Linked DNA regions of Mus musculus: regions 2 and 3 are each linked to region 1. The links are chromatin contacts, called in public HiChIP or PLAC-seq and promoter capture Hi-C maps. All regions are on one chromosome and are shown on one strand. The core of a region is the stretch at or near the end of the contact, and the rest is flanking DNA. Distances in the headings are between cores, read along the strand shown. Region 1 holds the start of Ptgr1 (prostaglandin reductase 1). Region 2 holds the start of D630039A03Rik (RIKEN cDNA D630039A03 gene). Region 3 overlaps Pakap (paralemmin A kinase anchor protein).

Region 1 (2,936 bases), core at 338-2,837:
GTTAGTTCACCCTGGACATAGGGTGGAGAGCCAATCCAAAGCCCTACCCTTCCTTCCTATTGGCTTGTAGCTGTTTGCAACGTGGGTTCTCGAAACCCAGGCTGGCCTTAGTGATCTTACAATCCGAGCTTCATGAGAACCATTATGTGGCCTGGTAATCGGAACCGAACCCTATACAAGTGATCTTAACGTCTGAGTCATCTCTCCAGCCTCCATGTCACCTGCCCTGCAAAGTAAGATTTTTTTTTAATTGACAAATTTAAACTTACCTTGATAGGACACAGTGTCTGCAATGTAGAGTGCCTAACATACCCATCGCCTTCTTTAGCTTCTATTTTCATGAGAAATAATCTGCTTGGTTTGAACTATTATTATTATTATTATATATCATTATTGTTTAAAGAGCCACACTCATGTTTCTGTACCCTTTCACAAATACTTTTAGCCCTTTTCAGCCTCTAATAACTATCATTTCACCCCATATTCATGAGTTCAACTTGTTTTTCTTTTTCTTAGATTTTTGTTTTGGTTTGGTTTAGTTTTTCTGAGACAGAGTTTTTCTGTATAGCCTTGGCTGTCCTGGAATTCACTCTGTAGACCAAGCTGGCCTCGAACTCAGAAATCCGCCTGCCTCTGCCTCCCAAGTGCTGGGACTAAAGGATGTGCCACCACTGCCCAGCTCAACTTGTTTTTCTGATTACAGCGCCCGTCTGTGTAGCCAAGGCTGGCCTTGAACTCACTATAGCAGAAGCTATCTTGGAACCTTCCATCCTCTTGCTTCTACATGCCAAGATATAACAGGCATGCTCGCTCAGGTTTAATCTAGTTTACTGTTATTACTAGTTCGTGTGTACATGATGCAGGTGTGTGGGTGAGGGCGCTTGCGTGTCACCGAGAGCCTAAAGCGACTTCAGGAGTGGGTTCCCGCCTTCCACCCGTGGTTTCAGGGATCGAACTCAAGTCATGGGACTTGTGTGATAAGCACTTTCACACGCGGAGACATCTATTTCACAGGCGGGTTTCCCTTGTGTTTTAAGAATACATAATTCCGTCTCTTTTTCCAAAAAGGCAGCGCCTGGTCCTTCTGAAGTCGCCACAGGTCTAGTAGGTCCCCCTTGCAAAGGGTCCTCTCCGTACATGGCCTGACTTGCAAGTGTAGCTTTCACTGCGCATGCGCAAATCCCCACCCCTGTCTTCTCTTTTGAATCAGTTTGGCAATCCTGCAAACTCTGTTGCCCAGGCCTTCCTGGGTGCTGGCAGTCGCGCTCCATGCACCCACAACGGAACAGGCAGCCAGACTTTGCCCTATTCCTAGTGCGGGTCTCAATCTCTTCAAGGGCGTGCAGGACCGCGAGACGACCCCGGCCTCCCTAACTTCCTAAGTGCAGAACCCAGGAGTCGCCGAGTACCGGTGGGGTGGATTGGGGGTGCCTGCCGTGCTCACTTGCTCAACCAGGCTCTAGATGCTCGGCGGGGAGAAAGAAGGGGTTGGAGGAGGGAAGAGAGAAAAGAGAGGGCTCAAATAGAGTAGTGTAGAGTCTACTTACACAAGCTCACAGAAACTCCTTCCCGGGAGACCGCTCTGAATGCTTCGCAAAGCGCCCAGGACTTGACTTATACTGGGCGGTCGGTGAGGGCGGGGCTTCTCCAGGGAGGGGCAACTTCTGGAAGCTTTGGAGCTTCTGCCCACACACAGCAGGGAAGGGACATTGGGAGGGGTGTGTGTGTGTGTTTAAATATTTTTTTTCTTTTTTGCTTAAGTTCACAATTTATGTTTGCATCAGAAGCAAAGAAAACAAGAAACTACTACACAGTTAATTCAGGAAAAATCCTACCACCTCTGGCCAGCATTAGTTAAGCCAGCTGCTGCTGCTGACTACTTCCTGTCGTGAGGCCGGTGCTAGGTTCTCTGAAACCTTAACAAAGAAGGTGTGCAGTCATGGCATCTAAAAATATATTTCGTAAAGAATAAGGTGAAATAAAATGTAGTTGTGGCAGTGGGGAGATGGAGTCTGCATTGCTTGCTTCCAGCAGCCTGGTGTCCCCAGATCAAGAATCCCGTTCAGGTTAAGTCCCAAAGACAGCTAGTTTATTAATGGTGAGGGAAAACACTTGCTTTCGATGTAAGGATGTAAGCAGAACATTTAGAAATCTATGCTCCCGGGCAATGCCTAAGTCACAGCGCTCAAAGAATATAATTTGCACCTAAGCTTAACTATGGAAGGGGGTGGGGTGCAAGCTGGTTTACTCTGTCCTAAAGACCGCCCTTCTGTAAAGGAAACGTTAGGGAGGCTTCCTGAGGACCGTTGCTCAGGCTCACGGCAGAGAGAGCACCCAGTTCATTAAAAAAAAAAAACAAAAACAAAAAAACAAAAAAACTCTTAAGTCACAAACATTCGTTGAACAATCTTGCTTGAGGTGATGGGCTCAGAACCCCCCCCCCCCCCACCACCACCACCTTCTCCTTAGGCGACCTTGACCTTTTATCTTGGAGTTTCTGATCCCCATAGGGAACCTACCCAGGTTTTTGAGCGATCAGCTTCTCTCCCTTCCTGTCCCTCTTATTTTCCATCTTTGTGTCTCACCTTAGGACCAGCCTGTGGGAGAATGGGTGCCAGATCTCAGCGACTTGTTCATTGATGGGTCACCAAGACTCAGGCTAACTTCCTAAGCCATGCCATAGTGCAAAAATGTTTTAACTCTTTAGTCGCCATCACCCCTTCTTTAGTCTCCGTCTTCTTTTCGTCTTCTTTGAATCCACGGTTTTTACTGTCACTGACTGCTTTTCATTCCTTTGCTCTGGTCATTCAGGAATACATAGAAAGGACTTTTCTGGTTTTTAACCAAATTGGAGTCCTTCTATTTCTTTGTTTACTTATGTGTTCATTTGGTTGAACCCCAGGCCTCACAGATGTCCAGTCTGTACTCTGCCACTG
Region 2 (2,987 bases), core at 236-2,735, 1.1 Mb before region 1:
GCACAGACAAGTTTTACACTTGTTTCCCCTTCCTTTTAAAAGAGGCTTTCAAGATTAATTTTATTTTTGCACGTAGAAATGTTTTTGCCTGCATGTACATATGTGCACCACATGCATGCCTGGTGCCTGTGGAGTTCAGAAAAGGATTGGAACTGGAGCGAGAGGGTTGCAAGCCACCATGTAGGTGCTGGAATGGACCCCAGATCCTCTCTGCAAGAGCAACGCTGTGATCTTAACCACAGCCCCCCATCTTTTATCTTTCCACCGGCTTTGGTTTGGTTTAGTCTGGAGGGGGCATGGGGGAAGGTAAACTCAGGCTTTGTCCCAAGCCTGTGCAGAACCGCTCTGTGCTAAGGTGTGATACCTATCACTGTAGAATGTAGAACTCTTTGCCTGCTTGAGCCCTGAATCCTGACTCAGCCAGTTGCTCTAAAATTGGGACTCCCCATCTTTCTTCTGCAAAGCCATTCTCTCTGTTTTGCCTGTGGATCCAGTCAGGAGGCTGACTCTCCATCATCCTACTTAGCCTAGTAGGAGGGTGCCAAGACTGCTCACCTGACCAACCAGTCAAGCCAGATCAGAATTAGGGGAAAATAGACACGGAGACCAGGAACAGTGGCCGTTGGCCAAATGCTTGGCAGAGAGGCCTCTGTTCCTTTGGCTAAGAAACAGGCTGGGCACAGCCACCCTGATCAAGCTTCCGTGGCTCGGTGCTGACTGGGTCAGCAAACAGCTTTTTTCTTCCTCTCCGTGGACTTTCAGTCCCCCCGGTTCCACCCACAGAAGTTCCCCCCTCTGCAACACACGCCCAGCCCTACCTTTAGGGAACACCATTAGGTGGGCCTGGGTCCTCTGCTGTTTCCTCAGACCTTCATACTGGGCACGAAGAAACTGGATGTTTACAGGAGGCCCTTGACCTGGCGCCTGAGTCCTGGAACCCTCAGCCATTAAGCAGGTCCCCAGTTCCAAGAACTTGGGTAGAGCAGGGCACGGGCAGGCCAACCCTTTCATCCGCATCCGGGAGAAGAGCAAACACTGAGGGCTGAGGCAGGGGGAGGGGAGGAGAAAAGAAGTGTAGACGGTAGCGTGAAAGAAAGAGAAGAAGAACAGGGAGCAAGGAGAGAAGCTGGCAAGATACGGGGGGAGAGAGAAGGAGAAACGGAAGGGACAAGATCGGGGAGGTGGGGAGAGGAAGAGTGGGGAACAGTTAGTTCTTAACTAAAGAGGAGGATTCGGAGAGGGGCTGAAAAGGGGGCAGCGGAAAGACAAGGAGAGAATGGAGTGAGGAGCGGTTAAGAGCAGAGAGTGGGGTGGGCAGGAGGAGAAGGTGGGGAGGGTTGAAGAGCCACAGGTAGGAGTTGAGCGAGCGAGGGATCCAGCTCAGCTGCTGCGCTCTTTCTCAGTCCAGGGAGCTTTTATTCCAGACGGCTTCCTTGAGTGATGGTCAAGCTTAGAAAGCCGTTCCGAGGGCCACCGTGAGATTCCAGTTTCCTGGCAGAGCCGAGCTGGTCTGAGGAGTGCCAGGTGCCTGCTCAGTTCACAGATTTTGAACTTGACTTAGCAGGTCATCAAAACCTGCTGGCTTAATGAGCAACCACCACAAAAAAAAAGAAACAGCTTCTGCAACTTCAAAAGCTGGGGCTCCGATGTGTACAAGGTCACCCTAAGGTTTGAAGGCAGCCCCCAGCACACCTCTCAGATAAAAACTCCGGCATAAAGTCTGCCATAGAGACAGAGTCCAGGGTAGCCCTGGCTTCCCGCCAACCCCACCTCTTTGACATTTGAGCAGCCTTTGTGGTCTTGGCTTTTTCCAACTAAGTAACAAGTGGGTGTTTATTTTGCCCACAGCTACGTGCACCCTCACCCCCTTTTTGCCAGCCCTATCATTTCTGCGAATGGCAGACACTGCCTCTTCTTACACTAGCCGTGATCTATCCCTGCTCTGCTCTGCTTACTCAAGTAAGTGCGATTCTTTCTCCTAAGGCAATCCTTACCACTGGCCACTCTTGCAGAGCAATGGGTAGGGGATGGAGGAGGGTAAATCTTCAAAGAGTAGTCAAGGTAGTTCACTGGGGCTGCCATCACAAAGTCTCACAAACTGGGTGGTTTAAACATCAGACATTGTTCTATTTGTTTCAGAGACTATAAATCCAAGATCACGTGTGATCAGAGTCCGATCCTGTGGGAGAGTGTTCTATAAACCTTGACTAGCTCCTGCTGGCTTGCTTTTGCAGCCTGGTGGCCTTCATTTTTATGAAGGAATCACTTCACCTTTGTCTCGTTGTAATGTTCTCATGTTGAAATTTTCCCCTTTTATAAGGACACCAGTCACTGGATTAGTGCTTAGCCTGATAACCTCATCTTAATTTAACTAATTAAATTGGCAATAAACCTACTTCCTAGTAGGGCACATTGCAGGCTCCAGATTTAAGATGGCAGCAAGAGAACTGGAACTGAGCTGGTAAGATTTAGCTTTTGTTGGGTAGACCATGACAGTACCATTCAGGGAAACAGGAAGGAAGGGAGAGATGACCGGGGAGGAGCAACAGGGGACTAGTTTTAGATGTTATAGTTGGGGTGTCTTTGATCTTTCTGGCAGCAGGAGGGAGCCAGATGGTGCAGGGTGCTTTGTGGGGAAATCTCACTTGAAAATGCCATTCGTTTTGAAAAAGATAATTTGTTATTGGGAAGATTTTATTGTTAGGAATATATAGAATCAAGAAGTGATCCTAGATTGATCTCTGCCTTCCTCCCTCGCTCCCTCCCTTCCTTTCAGGAGTTATATGTACACATTTGTACGGATACACATGCCCATGTGTGTGTATGCATGTGTGCATGGAAGTCAAAGGTTGATGGCACAGGTGTGGGCATCATGATTCTGAGGTGGTCTTCTGCTGATCTTGAAATGCACCAGTTTGGTGAGGCTGTCTGGCCAATGTGCTCCAAGGACCTACAGGTGGGTATGTTCCCAGTGTTGGCCTTATAGA
Region 3 (3,039 bases), core at 110-2,609, 1.3 Mb before region 1:
CTGTCTGTCTCAAGCGTGACCAGTGTGTTCAGTTTCAGCACACTATGCCCTATAGCTTTAGCATTCTTAATCCTCCAGATCCCAACTCTGAAATGCTCCAAAGCTGGAAACTGCTTCATGTGTTATAATACCACAGTTGGAGAATTCCACACCAAGAGCCTTTGTTTCATAGGCAAAATGATTTAAAATATTGAGTGTATAAAATTAGCGTCAGGCTATGTGAATGAAGCCTATGTAGAATGTAACTAAGATTTCCATCCCATCTCCAAGGACTCCCATTACCCATGCTCAAGTATCCCAAAATCTGAAACCTAGAAGTCAGGAGTAGTGGTGATGCCTACAATACCAGCACTAGGTCTGTGGACACAAGAGCATCGGAAGGTCAAGGCCCCCTCAGAACATTGTGAATGCAAGGCCACACCAGCCTACACGAGACTCTGCAAAACCAAAACTGAAATTCAAGCATTCCTGGAAAAGTTTTTTCAGTCTGAAATTTTTAAAAATAAATAAATAAAAGACTTTTCAGTCTATGTCTCGCTTTCCAGTTCTTGAATTTCAAATGGTCTATCAGGTTGTCTCTCTGTCAGAAGGTTTTGCTTAAAAGCTTAAATCTGTCGCTAAATCATTTTGTTTTGATTTTTCCAGTTCTGGAATGGAAGTGGGGCTCTCGCAAACAAAGGGGAAGTGTTTCTGCCACTGAGCTACATGTCTTGCACAGTACAGGAGAAATCTTAAACGGCATTGTTTTTCTTTGGCTCTGAACTCACGTGTTACAAAAACTCTAATTTGGCTTAAGGAGTGCCATTCTCTGGCTTTGATCCCTACACATGAATCATTTTGCATCTGGAAGTTTCCATTGGGGAGTTCCTGATGTAAGGGAAATCTTAATCTTACATGTGGACTGAAAGTTCCAGAAATCCAAACCTTTCTCAGAATAGCATTTTCGTCATAATAGCTGTTTCAAAACACCATAATAAATATGGTAAGATAGTGGTCAGCTCAGCTGACTTAAGAGACCGCCTAGGATGCAGACCAGCCATCCTCACTGAAACCCAGTCCATCCCTGAGCCTTTACATGATCCAGCCACTAGGGGGCACACATGAGCCTGAGCCAGGGCGAAGCTGCTTCTACCTCAAAACCCTAAGCCGCAGCAAAAAGCGCCATAGGACCTTCTCACTGGCATTTTAAAGATAGAATGTTTCTGTTGTATCTGTGAGGGGGTAGACTGACAAAGAAATGTCAGAGAGGCTCCAAAGAGGCCAGCAGTGCTGGGCTGAGATGTGTCTATAGCCCTCCCAGGGTTCATTGTCGGGTGCCTGGGATCACTGGAAGACAAGCCTGTGTTTGCAGACTGTTCCTCCAGGTGTTTCCTGCTCTGGCCGGATGAGGGCGTTGAGAAGCATCTTAGCGGGTGCTTATTGTCCCTGTAGTGAGAACTTGTGGAGTAGAGACAATTTCAGTCCTTGGGAGATTTTTAAGTTACAGGCTTGATGTTCCTTGACTCACACTTAACCTTAGATCTCCAGTGGAGGAAGGACTACCTGCTGTCGAATTTCCTCCCCTTTCTCAGGAAGAGGAGCCCTGTGGGTCTCGGGCAGCCCAGCTGCTGTAGGAACTAGTCTGACAGGGAGGTGGGCTGAGAAGGGAGAAAGCCAAGGTCTTGCTGAACACACACAAATTCTAGACACTGGGCAACCCCATTCATTTTTAGGCACAGTCTCACAGTTGAATGATGCTTAATCTCTTCTGCCCCCCCCCCACCCCCCCAGCCTGTGGGCCACTGTAGCGCACAGCATTTGGTTAGGAAGTCACCAATGCCATTATAACGACAGCAAATAAAACTATTTGTTTTCCACTATGGCTCATACCACATTTGGTTCCGCACAGTCTTTCTAGAACATAGTCGATCCAATCACTTCTTTTAATTTTTTTTTAAAGTTTACATGTATGTATATATGTGTCTGTGTGAGTGCTTGTGGACATGTGTGCGCAGGAGCCAACAGAGGCCAAGAAAGGGTGTGGGATTCTTTGAAGCTGGAGTTCCAAGTGTTTGTGAGCCTTCTAACTTGGGTGCTTGGATCTGAACTTGAATCCTCACTCTTAACTGCTGAGCTCTCTGCAGCTCCCACCGCCACGACTTGCCTTTCAGGATCAACCTCCTTCCCTTAACCCCACCCCCACCCCGTCACTTCCTGTTCCTGTTCTGAAAGCTGGATGTAGTTCACCCCTTCTGAGATTCTCATTCCCACTTGCGCCTTCACTCTTCATTGGCTGCCAGGACTCCTAAACACATCTGTGCCTCGGTGATTTTTCTCCTCCCGTAAGATCTTACTCTAGGCATCAAGATTGTGAAATTCTGTCCTGTCCTTGTTTGGGTAGCTAAAGCATGTCCTGCCTCGTTTCATGTCAACTTGACACAAGCTGACATTTTGGAAGAAGGACCCTCAATTAAGAAATGCCCTGATCAGGCTGGCCTGTGGGTTCTCTCCCATATGCATTTCTTGCTTGATGAATAATGTAGGAGGGGCCAGATCAATGTGGAATCATGGCTGGTGGTCCTGGGTGCTATAAGAAGGCAGGCTGAGTGAGCCATGCATGAGAAAGAAGCAAGCCAGTAAACAGTGGTCTTCCATGGCTTCTGCTTGAGTTCCTGAATCCAGCCTTACCCTGCTTGAGCTCCTGCCCTGACTTCCCTCAACAGTGTACTAGCAACTGGAAGTGTAAACTAAAGTAAACCCTTTCTTCCCCGAGCTGTTTTTTTTTTTTTTTTTTGTCCTGGAGTTTTATCACAGCAGCAGAAACCCTAACTGAGACATAGCGTCCAACATTCCATAACTGGGATTTTATAGCTCTGCTAAGTGCTATGTCACAACCGTTAAAGCCGCCTTCCTCATCAGAGGATGGGGTTCTCTTATGTGGAGACCCCGCAGCAATTCCTACCCCCAACCTCCGCAGTCACTCGGTAAACATTAATGAATGATGCTGACTCTTCCAGAATCGTCTCTCAGGATCCCAGAGCCTCCTGCTTTTCAGGCACT

Evidence for each region. Promoter capture Hi-C pulls out the DNA fragments that hold promoters and counts their contacts. HiChIP or PLAC-seq counts read pairs in DNA pulled down with a chosen protein or histone mark.
Region 2: an SMC1A HiChIP or PLAC-seq map of large pre-B cells shows a contact between it and region 1, with 7 times the contacts expected there. The contact joins the promoter of D630039A03Rik here to the promoter of Ptgr1 in region 1. A contact is called at or near these places in 6 of 39 promoter capture datasets (3T3-L1-derived adipocytes, the HPC-7 cell line, frontonasal cranial neural crest and 3 more), 1 of 15 datasets of contacts at CTCF or cohesin (large pre-B cells), 2 of 484 Hi-C or Micro-C datasets (B cells and pro-B cells) and 1 of 115 datasets of contacts at active chromatin or transcription factors (large pre-B cells).
Region 3: a contact with region 1 is called in a promoter capture Hi-C map of embryonic stem cells, with 2.3 times the contacts expected there. The contact joins the enhancer-like site here to the promoter of Ptgr1 in region 1. A contact is called at or near these places in 2 of 39 promoter capture datasets (embryonic stem cells and pre-B cells) and 1 of 115 datasets of contacts at active chromatin or transcription factors (large pre-B cells).

Annotation. Positions count from the first base shown.
Region 1 is chr4:58,985,491-58,988,426 of GRCm38.p6, forward strand. Ptgr1 (prostaglandin reductase 1) reads right to left here and starts at 1,588. Exons shown (of 10, transcript NM_025968.3): 1 at 1,548-1,588.
Region 2 is chr4:57,914,779-57,917,765 of GRCm38.p6, forward strand. D630039A03Rik (RIKEN cDNA D630039A03 gene) reads right to left here and starts at 1,486. Exons shown (of 2, transcript NM_178727.2): 1 at 819-1,486. The coding sequence starts at 1,017. It overlaps Gm42293 (a long non-coding RNA gene), which reads left to right and starts at 1,730. Exons shown (of 5, transcript XR_881308.3): 1 at 1,730-1,959; 2 at 2,777-2,956.
Region 3 is chr4:57,672,367-57,675,405 of GRCm38.p6, forward strand. All of the region lies in intron 4 of Pakap (paralemmin A kinase anchor protein), which reads left to right. Among named protein-coding and RNA genes, the nearest start is that of Gm52699, 52 kb to the left of the region's middle. Within about 2 kb of position 1,360, at least 107 of the 459 cell types and tissues checked have an H3K27ac peak or open chromatin away from gene starts, as enhancers often do. A contact at or near this core is called in embryonic stem cells and pre-B cells, where this site is marked.